Regions from separate parts of the Mus musculus genome. Here region 2 is linked to region 1. A link is a contact called in public HiChIP or PLAC-seq data. All regions are on one chromosome and are shown on one strand. Each heading gives the region's core, a stretch centred on a gene start, on an enhancer-like site or on the middle of the called end of the contact. The rest is flanking DNA. Distances are from core to core; before and after follow the strand shown.

Region 1 (4,126 bases), core at 130-2,629:
GTTAGCTCTAGCCCTCCCTGGGCCTAAACAACACACACACACACACACACACACACACACACACACACACACACTGTTTTTTTTTTTTTTTCTTTTTTAAACAAAGCACCAGCTCACTTAACAACCAGCCTCCAACCTGGGAATCCACAGTGAGGGGCTCTGCTTCCTCCCTCCCAACTCTCCACATCTCCCATCTCTCCTTCCCAGGCTCTCGGGGCCACCGAAAGAGCATGGCCTCAGGTCCTCTCTGTACCCCACGAGGCAGCCACGGCCCTTCGTTTCTCCAAGCCCCATCGCACTTAAAGTTTCAGCTTAGCTCCGAGTGAACGGGCGTCCCGCGAGGTCCCACTGTGCCCCTTATCCTAATCTCTGCCTCCCCAGGGCCTGGGGCCACTTGCTCCCTGCTGGCCTGATCGCTTTGGCCAGGACCTCTCTTAGTTGCTCCCCACCCACCCTGAGTCCTTCTTCCACGTAACTTACAAATCCGTAGCCCCGGGACTTGCCGGTCTGCCGGTCTGTGATGACCACCGCTTCCTCGATGTCTCCGAAGACCTCAAAGTACTTGCGCAGGCTGGCGTCGGTGGTGTGGTAGGGCAGCCCTCCCACGAAGATCTTGGTGTACGTCGTGTCCTTCTGGGTGGTGTGCATCTTCGCGCCCGCCCCGCGGCTCGGGCTCCGGCTGCGGCTGCGGCTGCGCCTGGTCCTCGGGCTCCGCGTCTCCCGCAGCGCGCGGCGGCCGCCGGGGGCCGAGGGCGCGCGCGGGGGCGAGGGGGCGGCGTGGGCGCTGGGCGCGCGGCTTCCCAAGTGGCCCACTGTCCCCGACACTCGCCCAGGCGCTCTGCTCCAGTCCCCGCGTCCGGTCACTGTCCAGACCTTCCGGATCGTCCGGGTAACCAGCTCCGTAGCCGCGGACTGTGGGAGCCTTTTGCACTCACGCCGCGTGAAAGTAAAAATAAAATAAAAATATTTTTTTTCTTAAATGCAGAGAGGGTGGTGGTCTCCAAGTCCAGAAGAGGTAGATGGTTCTTTCTCAAAAAATCGAGTGGCTTAGTGGGATGGGGGTTGGCTCAGAGGCTACCGTGTCCCGGGGGCGCGGAGGTGGCAGCTGGGGGCGCGGTGCTGGGCCCGGCTCGGTCTGGGAACCGTCCCTTCTGCTTAGTAGCTGCCACACCAGTGCGGACGGAGGACCGCTCTCCAACCCTCTATTCCTTTTTCCCCAGCGGCCCTGGGGGTCGACGCCCGGCTGGGGAGGGGGCGGGCCGGACGCCTGCGATTGGCCGGGACAGCACCTGGGGCGCCCGGCGCCGCCGCCCCCCAGCTGTTGGGAACAGCTGCTTCTCTCCCCGCGCGCGGGCGCTGGGTCGCCTGGCTGGGGCTCTGGCGCTGTTGCTGGGGCAGAGTTGGAAACGGCTGGAGGCGGCCTGGCTCTGTTGTTGCCTGCTCCTACTGGTCAAAGTCGCAAAGACCCCTGGCGATTCCCGCAGGGACCCAGAGTGAGCTGATTGACGCTCCGAAGCAGACCACGCTAGCTTCTTGCTAGGCCTCGCTGGCACGACCAGTTGACTTGAGAGTCCCCCGGGGCCTGGGGTGGTTTGTACAGAGGCCAGTCCCCTCCCAAACACCTGGGACCAAGGAGATCTGTCTCTAGCGTCTGAACCGTGAGAAGAACTCTCAAGTTTTCTTAGCCCCCAAAAGCTGGTGCTGTGGGTAACCAAGAGGAAGAGCCCCAGGGATGTTATGTGGTGGGGTGAATAATAATAATAGCCCCTAGCATTTGGGAATGCTTGAGAAAAACTTTGGCTTTAATGGCTCACAGCTAGCAAAGGGTGTCTGTATTCATCTGGCCCTGCTGACTACTGCAGAGGACCATGAATTAGTACTGTACCTCCCACGATCATCAAATTTGTGCTTCCTGCCTAACTTAGTTATTCAGGAAGATGGGTACAATGTCTGTCTCAACACAAGTCGCTCCCACCTCCGCCTTTTTTTTTCCCCACTAAGCAAAGAATCTATTTCCTTCTATTTGAATTGCAGAACGGTTAGTGAATTGACCTCATTTATTTATCCGGATATAATTGTAAAAAGTATGATTTCTTTTAAAAGGGTGGGGGCTGTTACATAACGATGGATTTCTACCAGCAATTCTGGAAGCATAGATAGAATACACTAAACGTAGTATATGTTTATTAATTTAAGCCAGCTCGTTGGCAGTTCTTATGCTCAATAGGGCTTTAAATTAATGACGCTTTGAAATCAGCCCATCATATTTAAGGTTTAGATTAAAATACCCCTCCCCCTTATTTTGAGACAGGGTATTGTGTATCCCAGGCTGTCCTTGAACTTCCGGTGTATCATAAAGATTACTTTGAATTTGAACTTCTGATTCTTCTGTCTCAGAGTCCTGAATGCTGGGACTGCGGGCATGTGCCCCTTCTCTGGGTTTATGGGAAGCTTTGGGAAGGAGCACAGGGCTTCCTTCCTGCCAGGCAAGCACTCTGCCGACTGAGCTACATCCCCAGGCCCCCGATGAAAGTATTTAATGTAAGCAGAACATTTCACTCTCTGCCCTCACTGCACAAGCGGGTTTTGCTCCGAGAGGCCAGTGTAGTCCCAACACTAGTTGCCCCTGAGCTACATCTTTTATTTCCTTTTAAACAGGTCAGTGTATTAACCGATAGAGCCCCACAGACATACCCCAGTTACTTTCCAGGGCACCTTAGCTGTCAACCCCAGCCAATGAAGAATGTGGTGTGTGCAAAGGTGAATGAGAATTACTAGCAAATATTCTGGTAGGAAATCTTCAATTCATCTTGCTGATTTCCACAGGAGGCTGCCCGAGGTTATCGGGGTCAGTTTGAATCCTCAGTGAGAGAAAAGGAAAACTAAGAAATCTCGCTGTGGTTAATCCTGGGGAGAAAAATTAAGCAGTTTATATAATGTAAGTATTTTATACGAAGTGTTGACTCTTTAATACAGTTCCTCGTGTTGTGGTGATCCTCCAACCACTAAACTATTTTTGTTGCGACTTCTTAACTGTAATTTTACCACTGTTATGAATAGTAACAAACTATCTGTGTTTTCCAATGGTCTTGGAAGGTCACGACCCACAGGTTGAGAACCACTGTTGTAGACGCCGGCCCCAGTGTGAAAATATAAATCTTTGTCGCTGTTTAAGTGAAGTACTAGTTCAGAAGGGACTCTGTGCTCGAAGGACAAAAGATAATTTTTAAAAGTAAGAAAGCAGACCCTGACACAGAAGACGTATGCTTTCGAGTATTTAATATTCATCTTACGGTGTCATTTCACAATTATAGTACTTCACTGAAGCGCAGGCGGGCAAAAGCCTCTGAGAGGGGAGGCTTTTTGTCTACTAAGAAGTCCCAGACACTGTGTGCCATTGGATGACTTGTCTTCCTACATGGGTAAGAAGCCAACCCAGCCTGCAGGCAAAGAGAGTATCTGGGAGTGCAGCCAGGCATTTGGATGGTGGTCTCTAGGCAAAGTGGAGAGAGCTAAGAGGAAGGTTTTACCCCCACAACGGGATAGACTATCCTAGAGCTCAGCCTTCGGGAAGAAATACACTCTTTACTTCGAGGACTGAGGAAGCAGCTTAGTGGGAAAAATGCTTGGTGTGCAAGTGCTAGGACCTGAGTTCAAATCCCTGTATCGCCACGAATGCTAACTGTGCTGGCACATCTTGGCCAGCTTCTGGTCTCTGTACACACACACACACACACACACACACACACACACACACACACATACACACGTGGGGGGACAGTGAAGGGGGGGAGAAGACTTGTATGTCATCATTCTAGAGAAAATAACACAGATAAATGTACTCCCTTAAGTCCCCTGAGATCCCACTGGAGTGACTTTAGAAAATATTTGACACTTTCGTCTGAAATTATTTCATTTTGAACAAGATGATATACCTGGTCATTGGGACATTTTTGAAAATCCCACAAATAATCAAGGCATTCCTGGTTAACTGGCATGAGCTGCTGAGATGAGGGCAGAGATTGGTGATTATTTATTTTCTAAATCCACATCAGGAGAGGACATCGCTCAGCGTGCTCCTTGCGTGCTGTGGATTTGATTTCACGTCTACACAAAGGGAAACACA
Region 2 (4,319 bases), core at 1,665-4,164, 180 kb before region 1:
GGTTAAAGGTTTAAATTTAATGACTTAAGTCTACCAGGAGTGCTATATGTAGTTGTATCATCCTGATGTCTGGAGAGATTTTCTTCTTCTTTTTTTAGTTTTTAAAAAGCTGTAATATTTTAAATGTATGTGTGTGTGTGTGCCTACATGTGTTTATGTGCATGCATCATGCGTGTGCAGCCAGAGGGTGTTGTACCCTCTGGAATTGAAGTTATAGGCAGTTGTGACCCCCTGATGTAGCTGCTGAGAATTGAACCTAAGTCCTCTGCACAAGCAGCGAGCACTCTGCTGAGACATCTCTCCAGCTCCCAGGGAGAAGCTTGTAACACCCACACTCTTGTACCTAATTGTTCCATGAAAAGCTTTAGTGGTCCATTCTATTCATCAGCATATTTTATTTCAGTAACAGCTTTTGCTTTGGTTTATAAAGCAACTTTCCTAGCCACCAGAAATAAAAAGCATACAGAACGATGGTGATGGGGTCACATGAAGTCATTCCTCACTGGCTTTTGCTGCAGAGCCCCTGGAAATGAGAGGTCAGGAGCCAGCGACAAAGCACCATTAAGATACAAGACCTCGGGGCTGGCATTGAAATTTGATGTTAACTTGTTCCATTTTTCGTACCATGATTGAACCTTTGGTTACAAATTGGCATTTTCAATGTGAAGTATTTTCTATGAAAATGTTCTGCAGTTTCTCTGTCAACCTTCCGAGGTTTGGTGGCTCATTACTGTCATCTCAGTGATTAGAAGACAGAGAGAGACAGGAGGATCAGAAGTTGAAGACTAGCCTTAGCTATGTAGCTATTTTAGGGCTGGCCTTAGTTACTCAGTGAGTTCGAAGCCAGTCTAGGTACATGAGATCCTGACTTAAAAACAAACAAACAAACAAACAAACAACTACAAAAACCAAAAATGAAATGAAACAAACAAACAAAACAACAACTACAAAAACCAAAAATGAAACAAACAAACAAACAAACAACTACAAAAACCAAAAATGAAATGAAACAAACAAAACAACAACTACAAAAACAAAAAATGAAACAAACAAAAAACCAAAATAACCAACAGAACCAAACAAATTGAAGCAAACGACCAGAAAGCACAGTTCTACTGACATGACAGGAGGGCCATATTTTTTTCTAAGTGCTCAATGCCAGAAAATTTTCAGATAGGTAGCTATCTGATAGAAACAGGCGAGCTCAATGGCTACATAAACATTAAACACAGTCACCTACAGTGGTTTGAGTCCCCACTCTATCTCCTGAGTCTTGAAACGACACTGAGGGTCAGAGGTCAATCAATACCTCCCCCAAGCCCCCCCAAACCAAAAACCAACCAACCAAACAAACAAACAAATAAACAAAACAACCAACACAGAGCCTTTACACTAACTGCTTCTTCAGATTAAGACAAATACTTTCTGAGATGTGGTTGCTTATATTTCCGTCAGAATCTGTATAGTTCATATCAGAGCAGAATCCTAGGGCTCTCAGATCTTGGACTGTTCTGGTAGGCACTGTGAGAGCAGTGTGTACATAAAGGTGACTAGAGTCAAGGGGAGCAGGTCTTTTCCATCCCCACCCCAGGGTGCTGGCTAACAAGAGCATAAGACGCACATGAAATCTGGTGACTCCTTCCCACACTGGGACTTGACAAAATGGGTTCCTGGCAAAGGCTGGGTTCATGGCAGAGACACGGGGTGAGTAGATTATTTGGGTTCCAAGAAGAAAGCAGGGAGCTCGCACTTAGCAATGACAAATGAGGCTATTTGGATTCAGTGTTGTGAGAACACAGGAGGGGATGAGCTTAAAAAAAAAAAAACAACGCAAACTTAACCTGGTTATGCATCATGAACCCAAAAGAGACGGGAGGCCAAGAAGATGCTCACCCTCCATCTCCCTGTTTTTTCGATTTATTGGATTGGTCGAGCTGAGAGAGCATCAATTGCTATGCTCTCCGGGACATACCATCTGGCTGCCGACAGGGATGGATTTTATAATCACCTATACTTTTACTTTATGAGGTTGCGCACACTGGAGCTGAGAGGCACCAGGGCTTTCCACAGGACTTTGCCAAGTGGAGAAAAGTGCTAAAGCAATTTCAGTTCAATCAGTTTTATAAAACCAAAGGAAGCCTACAGCAACCGCAAATGAGTTCTTCCAATGAGGAGACATATAAGACTTTGGACAGGAGTCTAGTTTTTTTTTTTGCCAACATCTGATGAGTTCTGGCTGAATGCCATACATCAAGTGATGGCTTGCCCACCAGTTGCCTTGACTTTCTAATGCTACATCTCAGGGTCCCATCTGCAAGATCACCTGCATCTGCAAGAAGCTGCTTTTCTCTCCCTCTGATTAAGTGACTGTGATGAAAATATGGGCAGATCTCTCCTTAGAGACTCATTCAGAGTGAAGCTGAGATCACAGCAAGCTGTGATAACCCAAGCAGTGCAAGGCATTTCAGCAATGTCTTAGTTTAGGAGTCTCAGAACACCCCAAGGGCCAGATTAACCATCAATCTAGCCATCAATCTCTAGTGTCAATCATCCTTCATCACAAATCCACTTTCACTGTGAGGGTTAGCAGGTCATCACACGGCTCCATTGTTTTTCTCGAGGGTAGAACACACCAGCCTTATAAACACTGACTGTGTTTATATATAACTATAAGGCTGGGCATCCTGGTCCATGGAGCCGGAAGGAGGGTCGCTGGGTATGATGTCTGTCTCTTGACTCTCAGTCCATCTCATGTAGGGCTGCTAAAGCTTATCACTCTGCTCCACTTGTGTCTTTGCCCATGGAATTTACTTCATCCCCCTGCTTCCCTCCAGGGTTTCTATGGAACAGAGCTACAGGAGCCTGTGGATGGCTACAGGAGCCACAGAGATCTGTCGGTTGCTCACCCTGTTTTTGCTCATCCGCCTCCTCTCTGGGAATTTTCTGTCATTACCATGGAGACGCCTTTAGGGAACTGAATGGGGTTAAAGAAGCCTCCCCACTCTCTAACACCCTCCCCTACACACAGAGTGGACGCAGGGTTATTTTCTTTGAATTGTTATGTTTTTAACCACACACACAAGCAAAATAGTTTCAGTGATTTTTGACTTAAGAACACTAATCAGAATTTATTTAAAAGGAAAAACACCATCAATTCCAAATGTCTGCATATTTCCCATCTGGCATATGTTTATAGTTTTATATGAAATTATGGTAATTGAAGTGGTTGTATCACATTTGAGTATTTGCTTTGAATGATATCTATCTCATTCTTTGGCGACTGTTTTCAAGATCTCTCTTCATGTGGGAGTATAGGCAGAGCCTTTTTCCTTGTGTTATGAGTCTGTCCCCTACTCCCATCTCTGCTGCTATTATTTGGGAAAACCTTCCTGTGCCAATTCCAACCATCCCATCAATGGCAGTACCATTATGAAGCAACAGCATTCTCTGTACCTATAGAGCAAACTGAGAACCAATGGCTGTAGCAGTCCGAGGCTGGGAAGCTGTGATGATTAATTGTAGTTATCTACTTGATGAGATCTAGAATCACTTGGGAGACATGCCTCTGGGCATCTCTGTGGGGATTATCTTTATTAGGTTAGTTGGGGTACAAAGACCTGCCCACAGTGGGCAGTACCATTCCCTAGGATAGGATCTCTGACTGTGTGAAAAGGAGAAAGTGAGTTGAGCAGTGTATCCACTTATTGCTCTCTGCTACATAACTGTGGGTGGAATATGACCAGGGGCTTCAAACCCCGCTGCTGTGGCTTCCTTGCTGTGATGGACTGTAACCTCCAACTGTGAGCCAGAATAAACTCTCCATCTCTTAAGTTGTTTTTGCCAGGGCATTTTTTTTTTTTTATCACAGCAAAAGAAAAGTTTTTTTTTTCAGGATATTTTATTACAGCAAAAGAAAAAAAAATAAAGACAGGTCTCCTTGGAAAAATCCAAGGAGATCTGGCTAACTAAAATCCTGTGTTTTTCTTAATTTATCATTACCTTATTCCATAGGTCACATGACTCTAAATCTTGTGTGTGTGTGTGTGTGTTTAAGATCTCCCTCTGTCTCTGTCTCTCTTTCTCTCTGTGTGTTGTATATGAATGTACATGTTTGTGTGTGTGTATACATGTGCTCATGTACACATAGAGGCCAGGGTTTGTTGTTCATCATCCTACATTGAGCTCCACCTTGTATTTTGATACAGAGCCCATCACTGAGCCTGGAGTTCATAGATTCAATTAGACTGGCTGGCGAGTGGGCTCCTGAAAGCTGCCTTCCTCCACCTCCCCAGTGATGGGGTTACAGGCATGGGCCATCA

Evidence for each region. HiChIP or PLAC-seq counts read pairs in DNA pulled down with a chosen protein or histone mark.
Region 2: an H3K4me3 HiChIP or PLAC-seq map of neural progenitor cells shows a contact between it and region 1, with 4 times the contacts expected there. The contact joins the enhancer-like site here to the promoter of Rbm24 in region 1. A contact is called at or near these places in 5 of 39 promoter capture datasets (the HPC-7 cell line, embryonic stem cells, hippocampal neurons and 2 more), 1 of 484 Hi-C or Micro-C datasets (psoas muscle), 7 of 115 datasets of contacts at active chromatin or transcription factors (embryonic basal ganglia, embryonic forebrain, embryonic hindbrain and 4 more) and 4 of 9 other capture datasets (adipose tissue, embryonic stem cells, liver and 1 more).

What each region holds. Positions count from the first base shown.
Region 1 is chr13:46,415,553-46,419,678 of GRCm38.p6, reverse strand. Rbm24 (RNA binding motif protein 24) reads right to left here and starts at 1,379. Exons shown (of 4, transcript NM_001081425.1): 1 at 481-1,379. The coding sequence starts at 648.
Region 2 is chr13:46,597,111-46,601,429 of GRCm38.p6, reverse strand. The region is part of intron 4 of Cap2 (CAP, adenylate cyclase-associated protein, 2 (yeast)); the gene reads right to left. Among named protein-coding and RNA genes, the nearest start is that of Fam8a1, 70 kb to the left of the region's middle. Within about 2 kb of position 2,914, at least 4 of the 459 cell types and tissues checked have an H3K27ac peak or open chromatin away from gene starts, as enhancers often do. A contact at or near this core is called in hippocampal neurons and neural progenitor cells, where this site is marked.